2 separate regions of the Mus musculus genome follow, and region 1 is linked to region 2. The links are chromatin contacts, called in public Hi-C maps. All regions are on one chromosome and are shown on one strand. Each heading gives the region's core, a stretch centred on a gene start, on an enhancer-like site or on the middle of the called end of the contact. The rest is flanking DNA. Distances are from core to core; before and after follow the strand shown. Region 1 overlaps A530072M11Rik (RIKEN cDNA gene A530072M11). Region 2 overlaps Necab1 (N-terminal EF-hand calcium binding protein 1).

Region 1 (4,705 bases), core at 2,091-4,590, 1.2 Mb before region 2:
TGAGCTAAATAGCATGACTGTCTCAAAAGCAACATGCAAACACACAAATTATTTCCTTAAAAATATACTGTTTTTGGTAGAGCATAAAGTACATTTTATATGTAAGCAATTCATATTTCAATTTTATCATCTTTCACGTATCTACTTCAAAATAATCTTCTGTGACTTATTTATTCAGATGATTGATATTTGATTAAATCTAGCAAGAATACACTCAAGTTTAATATCTAACTACACTTGAAGCAAGACATTTTCCAAACAAGTTTTCAGTTGTACAGGATTTCTTTATAATACATTAACATGATTTAAAATACCCAAGTTAATATTAAGAAATACCACATTTGAATGCACTCTAGAGTTTTGAGAATTATATAGATCTTGACTACAAAGATGTATTTTTTCAGTATTAGAGACCAGATCTTGAATGTTATATATGCTAGCAAGAACCCTAAGTCACATCCCTAGCTCAAAAATGTTTTAACCTTGTGAATATGTGCACAAGTGTGTGTGTGTGTGTGTGTGTGTGTGCTGTGTGCAGGCACACAGCACATGTGGAAATGTGAGGATCACCTTGAATATTGTGCTCCCTGTTTAAGATAGGGTCTTTTGTTGTTGACTGGAGCATATGCCAGGCTAGATGGCCCTCAAGCGTCTGTGTTTCTCCTATTCTATCTCTGATTGCCTCGGAGGAGAGATGGAGTTACAGATCTGCGGCACTGCATCCAGTCTTCTGCAGGAAGCATTTTACCTACTGGGCCACACCCCAGCTCAAATATTTCTAAACAGGAACTTGGTAACTGAGAAACCAGAACTTGAAATATGTATACCTGGTATTCCCGCATGCTTTCAATCCAGGAATTGTTCCTGGATTTAATTCCACAAAGTTTAAGTTAGTACTGAGAATACACTGTTGAAGAGACACATTAACACTTTAAGGATACTAGCCTGTACATCCTTAGCAGAGATAGCCTTGCTCACAGCTAAACAAATTTTCATGTAACAGTATACTAAGCAGTATTAAACCATTCTACTCTATTCTTAGTAGACTCATAACATTTTAATAGAAGAATGATCCATATATAATGCAAAAATATGACTTCCTGAGTTCATAGCTGGACTATCTTATTTAGCAGCTGGGGGACAATGTAGGGGAAGCTAAGCTCCTGTTCCACAATTGGTTCTTGATTTGTCAGTAAAGAAAGCCAGGGGCCAATTGTTGGGCAAGGGAGACAGGCAGGACTTCCAGGTCCCAGGAGGAAAAGGCAGACACAAGGAAGGAGAGGGGAAGTTTTTGCATTGCTTTGGAGGGTGAAGAAGCCAACAGCCATGTGAAGGAGGAGAAGCTGGGCCTGTGCCCACTACTACACACGGGCAGTCAGGAATGTTTGGAAGGGGCTAGGTGGGACTAGCCACTGAAATTTAGGGTAGGTAGGAGAGGAGATTAAACTATTACTAAGGGCACGCTTTTTCAGGCAGGAGATAGTAATGCCCAGCAATTGTGTCCTAAGGCAGGTTGAAAAGGAACAAACTGTGTGTGTGTGTGTGTGTGTGTGTGTGTGTGTGTGTGTGTGTGTGTGTGTTTTGTCCAAAGATTAAAGGGAAGCCAGACGGGACTGGTAGTGGGTCACTTCCTGGAGCTAAAGGCGGTAGCATAAAACCACATACCATAGGACAATACACAAATAACAGCCCTGTATCTCAATATCTCCATCAGTAAGCTGTGAATAACAGTAGCCCTTGCTAGAAAGTATTGTTTTACATACATTATTATGTGGAAGTTCCTCGTTCACAAGTTCTGTTCTTTGAAAAGGCCATAGAGGCAGCACTGCCTGAGATACAATAAGGGCTGATAGTTGGCTAATTACATCACCCTTCTCTAGGCAAAGGCAGCAAGAAACCCATCTACAGTGATGCAAAGCTACATTTACTGATTCATTGCAAGCAGGAAAAACAAGTTTCTAGGGACACAGAGGGAATCTCAATAAGACCCTGTTAGGAAGAACTTCCTATAGGAGTTGAGCCTAGGGAGCATCCAAGGAAATGGGTATCCTCTTCAGACTAGATACTGTCTAGGAGGAGGGATCGTTTTGATTGAGTGCTTAACTTTCTTATCCAGTCACTGAAAGACAAAAGCCGAGGTAGTGCCATAATTGGAAAAAAGGGCAGTGATCACTCATTGTTAGCAAGGAATGGAGAGCATTTGCTCATCTTCTTGGTTGGTAATGTTCATATTTTTGCCTATTCAGACATTCCCATGAAGATTCCCATGAAGAATCTATTTCTGTCCAGCTTCACTACATGCTCTAAGTTGTCTCAGCTGAGGTTAGTGTCCTGTGGAAGTGTTTACCTTCCCTCAGGAGAGCATACATTCAAGCTAAGTACTTAGAAAGCTCCTGGTTAGCAGAGACTTGTTTTCCTGTTTTTCAAACCAGATAAGAAAGTTTTGATTAAATGGCAGGGCTGGTAAGAAAATAGTAGCTATCATTGCTACCTTGTTGAGCTTAATTTAAAGCCCTTTCTTTAATAATCATTGTGTAAGTTGAGCTTCAGAACAGTTCAAGTATGTGGGGGGCAGAGGGGGGTTTCTCTTACCTCCAGAGGTTCAATAGATAATGTATGTCATGCAAATGACCCCTCCTTGATATAAAGCCTGCCTTCTGGAGTTGTGATGCAATACTTCCCTGGGAAGCTGCATACTTCAGCTCCTTTTAACAATTCTGGAACAATATTGGGTCACAGATGCTTCATGGTGCTTTGTATTTTCCAGCTACACTTCAACTTCTCCCGAGAAATCTCTTAGACCACTGGTGTTGGATCTCTGATTAATCACACTTCCTGCTTCCTCGAGGCTGTGCTAGCCTTCTCTGTTAAGACCTAATCGCCACAGGCTACTTCAGTAGGGACAGCTTTGCCTATTGTCCACAGTCCTGTCTCTGCCCCAAACAGGATCTTTAAAAGGGTACTAAGCTCACATCCTCTTTCACAGACTGGCTTCCTAAAGAGAAAATCACTGTGCCTTAAAAGGTAGTATAACTCAGCATGTCTTGCTTATAACTTTGGAATGACAGGGAACGTGATTTTTGAGCTATGGAAAAAAAAATAGAAAAGCAAACTATTCTGTTAAATTCAGGCACTGAAATTCCTAGATTTAGACTAGCCAACTAGTTATATGTACGTTCCTGCACATTTCGAGAAACCTGCCAAATAAAATCCCACAGGAAAATGGAAATTCCCAGGAAAATTTTGTACTAATGATTCTTTGTCCAGCACCATCTTTTTGCATGTGGGAATTCCCCTAGTCACTCTATTTCTCTCATTAGACACTGTACAAAGTGAAAGTGAAAACAGATTATCATCGAATGAAAGCAGTTCCCAGAAAGAAAATGGACTCTGAGCCCAATACATGTGCTCCAACATCCCAACCCTGCAGCTCACAAACTGTCACTTCTGGAAATTCACACTATCACTATGAAGGCCACTTTTCTTAATCTGTCCATGGTTTTTTCCTGATGTTGAAAGGAGAAGCCTGAACTTTCAGCAAAACACGACCTTGTGAGCATGTTCTGGCATCTGATCTTTCCTAGGACAGTCAAAGCATTTTGAATGCAGAGACAACATTTGTATTCTTATTATTACTTCCAGCACTTGGGATAACAGTATATTAAATGTCTATTAGATGTGTTGCCTTGGAGTATTGGGCTGGAGTTATGCATTACCAGGCAGGTCCAATTTTCATTTGCACACCTCTTAATATCAACTGAATGCCATACACCATACCTATTTAAGACACATTTAAAAATCACATGTTTCTAGTATTTATAGGCAACTAAATGTACTAATGAAATAGTGGGTATTCAGTACTGTTTATCTCCCTTTTCTATTCATCAAAATAAGGGGATTTTGAAGTAAATTATCTTCTCTGTATTCTTTACCATAATAAGCCAAACATAATTTGAGGACTAAAATATAGTTGCATTTAGAAAGATTTTTCATTTATCAAGAAGAAATTATTAAACACGGTTACCTCAGCTAATTCTATCTTATATTTCCCTGCTTTGAGAGTATATGGAGATCAACAAAGGAGTGATTCATTGGTATTCTGACCTATCGTTCTAACCTTATAGTCAGCTTTTTCCTATGACACTGTTGGGCTAGAGAGATTGTTCAGCAGTTAAAGAGCACTGGCTGTTCTTACAGAGGAACATTCCCTGCGTCCGACGGCAACTCACAGCTATCCGTAACTCCAGAAGGTACTCCCTCTTCTGGCTTCTGTGGGTACCAAGCATGGTGTACAGAAATACACAGAAAAATAAATTAAATTAGGAATTTTGGCCAACTGTGATGGCAAACACATTCAATTCCAGCACTTAGGAGGCAAGGTAGTTGGATTTCTGTGAGTTCAAGGCCAGCCGGGAACTACATAGTGAGTTCCAGAAGAGCCAGAGCTATGTAGAGAGACCCTGTCTCAAAAAGCAAAAGTAATTAATAATAATGATGATAATGATGATGATGACCTAAAATGTTCTTCGATGGATATATGATTAAATAACTATAGTATGCCCACACTGTGCAGTACCACTCAGCAATTTATTAAAAGCTATTGATACAAACAAAATGTCACATGGAATTCCAAGATATGATTCTGAATAATCTAAAACAATTTGAAAAAAATACATATTTTACAATTCTACTAACAATTTGCGGT
Region 2 (4,323 bases), core at 233-2,732:
TCTTATAAGACAGCATGATCTCCCACACTTAATCAGTGGTGTTTTCTGTCCTGTTCCTTCATTTTCAATTTGAGGAGGGGAAAGAAATATTTTATTGTCTTTTGTCCTTAATGACTTTTTGTTTGTAGCTACATTAAACCTAGTGCTAGTAGTTAGTTGGTCACCACAATTTTAGTAAAATCTAAGTCAACCTATATACATAAAAAAGTATTCAAATGCTTTCTTATTACAATCTAGTATGCTGAATGCAATTTGAAATAAGTGATCATAGAATTATGTTAGAAAAGTTCATTATAATAGTTATGAAAATGATGTTTGTAAGTGGGAGAAAGAACAGGAGGAGACATGTTTGGAATGAGATTGTCTTATAAATCTGGGAAAAGCGTAAGATTGCTGAGAAAGTTCACCTGCTGCCTACCCACTGACTCAGTCACTAACTAAGCATATATTTACTGAGTACGATTGAGAGCTTGACCGTGGGGCTCCTGGGATACTTAAGCTAGCTATTGGCACTGCTGGGATCCTCTTCTGACTGAGCATTTTGCTAGGAGCTAACTAACTACAGAGTAAAAACATAGTCTCTAAGGATAAAGGCTGTCTATCCAGTTTAAAATATATGTACATATATACATGTACATATATACATATATATGTATATATATCCAGTTTAAACATATGTCTATATGTTTTTATATGTGTGGAAATATATACATATTTACAAAAAGCACACATTTACATAAAATAAAACACAGTTCAAAGCACAAAATAGTTATCACTAGAAGCAACACTTGCTTTATAGACTTAAAGAAGTTACCTTTCTCAACTTGAAGGTAGAGAGTATCTTAGATATATGGACAAAAATTTTGAGTTCCTGGAGTTTCTATAAATGGATAACAACATGGTCGAATCAGTAATAACTGACAGCTAGAATAGAAATAGCCATCATGGAGTGGTAACTGACCAAGCAGGACAGTGACCCAGGCCAGGGAAGAAAAGAACCCACCCCAGGATCCTTCCTGCTGGGATGCCAACTGCAGAACCACAGTAAGATGCATTCTGAATGGGGACATGTACAGATAAGAACTGAGAATCTGAGAGTTTCTAAAATCGGAAAATGGCAGCTATGATGTTTAGAAAAACAAAAGTAAGATATATTTCAAGTAAGCCAAATACCATTCAGACATAAGCATAGAAACCAGCCAGAGTATATCCCTTTGAAACTCAAAAGTCAAATGATGCATGCTGAAATAGAGCAATGCAGGCCCATCAACTGTCAGACGCCACACAGACAGGAGGCGTGTAAAGTACTCAGTTAAGGAACCAGAATATCCTTGCCATAGAGGGAAGAAGGTCCCCAGGAAAGGAGGTCCCAGTACAAGCAGTCAGAAACTTTAAACAAAGCTGACTCCTTGCCGCCTGCTCTTTACCAAGCCATGCCTGTAGTGGGGCTTCTTTGCCATTGGTATGTTTGCATATTTACACTCATTGGGGAACACATTTATAATATTTGTAATACATCCATTTGCTTAGACTGAAACAGGTATAGAAATACATTATGTTGTTTCCTAACAACTGCTAAGATTAGGAAGATTGCAACATCAAAGTGTTTATAATCTTGTTACAAAGATGAATATATTACGTATATTCATATATTATAAAGTCTTAGACAACAAAGTACAAAAACCCACAGTATAATTACACAGGAATAACTCCTTATCTCAAAGCACCTAAAATTTAAAATGAGAAAAGCAATTCTGCAGACTGAAGATAAAGGGATAAATGGTCTCTACAGTTTGGACTTTTTCCGCCCTAAAACCACATATTATCATTTTTTTTCTCCTTTCAGCTTCATGGTGGATCCTGAACAACAATTAGATGTCCCTACACAATGTCTTTATTGTTCCAAGTGTAAGTGTTCTTATCTGAAACGTAAACTGGGAAGTTCTCTGTGGTCGTCAATCAGCTGCATACCTTTGTTCACTGTGTGTTGGCACACTCTTTAAAGTGTATTCTGCAAAATTGTTGCTCTTGATATTTGATGGCAATTGATCTGCTACATTGTGATCAATCATTATAACAAAATCCAAATATATGAAAATGGTATATAAATAAAGTAATAAAATGTGATAATTGTGGTAAAAATGCTAGGTGAGAACTTCTAAAACATAGGCCAGGGTTTGTAAACTGGCAGTGTTCTCAACCTTCTGATTGCTGCGACCCTTTAATACTTTCCTCATATTGTGACAACCCCAACCATAAAATTATTTCATTGCTACTTCATAACTGTGATTTTGCTACTGTTATGAATCATAATGTAAATATCTGATATGCAGAATATCTGATATGCTACCCCCAAAGAAGTTGCAACCCACACATTGAAACCCACTGCTCTAAAGGATTACATTTGTGCTTTGTGACTTTTTTCAGTGACACATTTTTCTGTGAGAGAAACATTCTTTTTCCATATGGTCCTCCAACTATTTGCTTTATAATTCCTTTAATATTAACATAAATGCATAAAACAGCCTAGGCTATAGCCTATAGAAGCTCTGTCTATCTCTCATGTTGTAAAGTGGTATTTTACAAGTGAACAATCTATAGTAACTTAGGGCATTTACTAATGTAAAACCTTTATTTGTAAGTATTATGATTCTCATATATAAGCTAGACATTATTGAGCAAAGAGGAGAGCTTTACTTCAGGGAAATTAAAGTTTATGTCAGAAGGCTTTGGTATGCGACCCATATAAATAGCTATTCTTATAAAAAATGAGCACTTGAATTTAAATGAAGATTTTTAAATTCAGAACTTTAAATAGAGTAGAACTTCAACTCAAATGAATAAAGAAATTAAAACAAGCACAAAAGTTTACAACTGAATACACCTATTTTGTAAACTTTCCTAAGGCAACTAAGATAAACTATCCCCCTTATCTACTCTTCCCTAGAGGTTCTGCTTATAGACTCTGCTACAAAAATACACATGCAACTACTATCACGTGATGCTCTCATACAAATGCTTATAAATCTCTGAGTCTTAAGGGAAAATATACATAAAATGTTTTTTAACAGTTGGAATACCTAGGGAAATAGAGAGTTTGAATGAAAATTTCATTTCATAACTATGAGATGAGAATACCATCTCTAAGTACTTTGTGGAATAGTTTTGTATATTCAATCCTCATAAATCGATGTAAAATTTCATAGCTGTTAGACACTAGCAATTTTTACACGCACACATGCACTGCATTCAGATTGCAAGGGGGCAAGCAGTATGAAGCAGAGCTTGCCGCAGCTCTTCTGTCACAGGTGTGCAAGACAAGACATCACTGGAGTTATCTGATGGCTGCTGAGACTTCCTGTCCATCGTGGGAAAGGGAAGGGGACAGCAGAGCTCTCCTACAGCACAGGGGACGTACTGTGGTCTCTGTGATAAGCTCTGAAGCGCAGGAGGCTGTAATCACACATGCTTCTGGAAAATCCTGGGATAAATGCTTTCACAATGAGGACTGCAACCAATCGCAATGCTGTCCTAACTGGTTCACTTCATATCTAACCCAAAAATTCTATCAAGTGTTTTGTACACTAGGTAGTTTTTCAAAGTAGGAGTTAGTCTACTGAAAAGTAGAGTAGTCGAACTGAAAAGGGCGCTCTTCCCAGAAACAGAGTTTGGAGAAAGGCCCTCTGGTTACAAATTTGAATGAGGTCTGTAAATATATTAAAGTAGAATCAAAAGGACCTGAGGGAAAACAGCAAATAATTAACTTGTAGAACTCTGCTAATTCTGATCTCAGCTATTATGCAAATATGTATGGTTTAAGTGTGTGTGTGTTAGATTATGTATGAAAATTCATACAATACTGGATCCTATGACTAAAATGAAAATAGTAGGAGCAGCACACACAATCACACAATAGCCCTATAGAATGTCTCATTTTCAAACAAACAATAAACTTATGCCTAATGAAGGGGTATTTCTCCCTATTAAAAACCAACCCTTTCTCTGAGAATCCACGTAATGAACAAGAGTCTACTGAAAGGCCAAGCTGGGACATCGACTGTGGACTGAATGTTAGGATCTGGGCAAGCATCCCCACAGCAGCAAGCAAGAGGCACTGGGTTTAGAACTTCACATTCAGGAAGAGACGACATTTCTGTGAACTGTGGCCTTGAATGACCTTCTCGTGATCCCAAGACACAAATGAATAAAAGTAGTGAGCTTATATTTACTTACCTTACTGTCTGCAGGATTTCTGACACATTATATGCAGTTTATTGCATTAAAACCCCTAATAATTAAAAACTTAAGCCTCTAAATTCTTTA

The links. Hi-C and Micro-C count contacts between places; a contact is called where the count stands out from the background.
Region 1: a Hi-C map of the G1E-ER4 cell line shows a contact between it and region 2, with 3 times the contacts expected there. The contact joins two enhancer-like sites. A contact is called at or near these places in 1 of 15 datasets of contacts at CTCF or cohesin (large pre-B cells), 1 of 484 Hi-C or Micro-C datasets (the G1E-ER4 cell line) and 2 of 115 datasets of contacts at active chromatin or transcription factors (embryonic limb bud and stem cell-derived neural progenitor cells).

The regions. Positions count from the first base shown.
Region 1 is chr4:16,167,251-16,171,955 of GRCm38.p6, reverse strand. The region is part of intron 1 of A530072M11Rik (RIKEN cDNA gene A530072M11); the gene reads right to left. Among named protein-coding and RNA genes, the nearest start is that of A530072M11Rik, 5.5 kb to the right of the region's middle. Within about 2 kb of position 3,340, at least 105 of the 459 cell types and tissues checked have an H3K27ac peak or open chromatin away from gene starts, as enhancers often do. A contact at or near this core is called in the G1E-ER4 cell line, where this site is marked.
Region 2 is chr4:14,953,445-14,957,767 of GRCm38.p6, reverse strand. Necab1 (N-terminal EF-hand calcium binding protein 1) reads left to right here. Exons shown (of 13, transcript NM_178617.4): 13 at 1,847-4,323. The coding sequence ends at 1,875. Among named protein-coding and RNA genes, the nearest start is that of Gm11837, 25 kb to the right of the region's middle. Within about 2 kb of position 1,482, at least 4 of the 459 cell types and tissues checked have an H3K27ac peak or open chromatin away from gene starts, as enhancers often do. A contact at or near this core is called in the G1E-ER4 cell line, where this site is marked.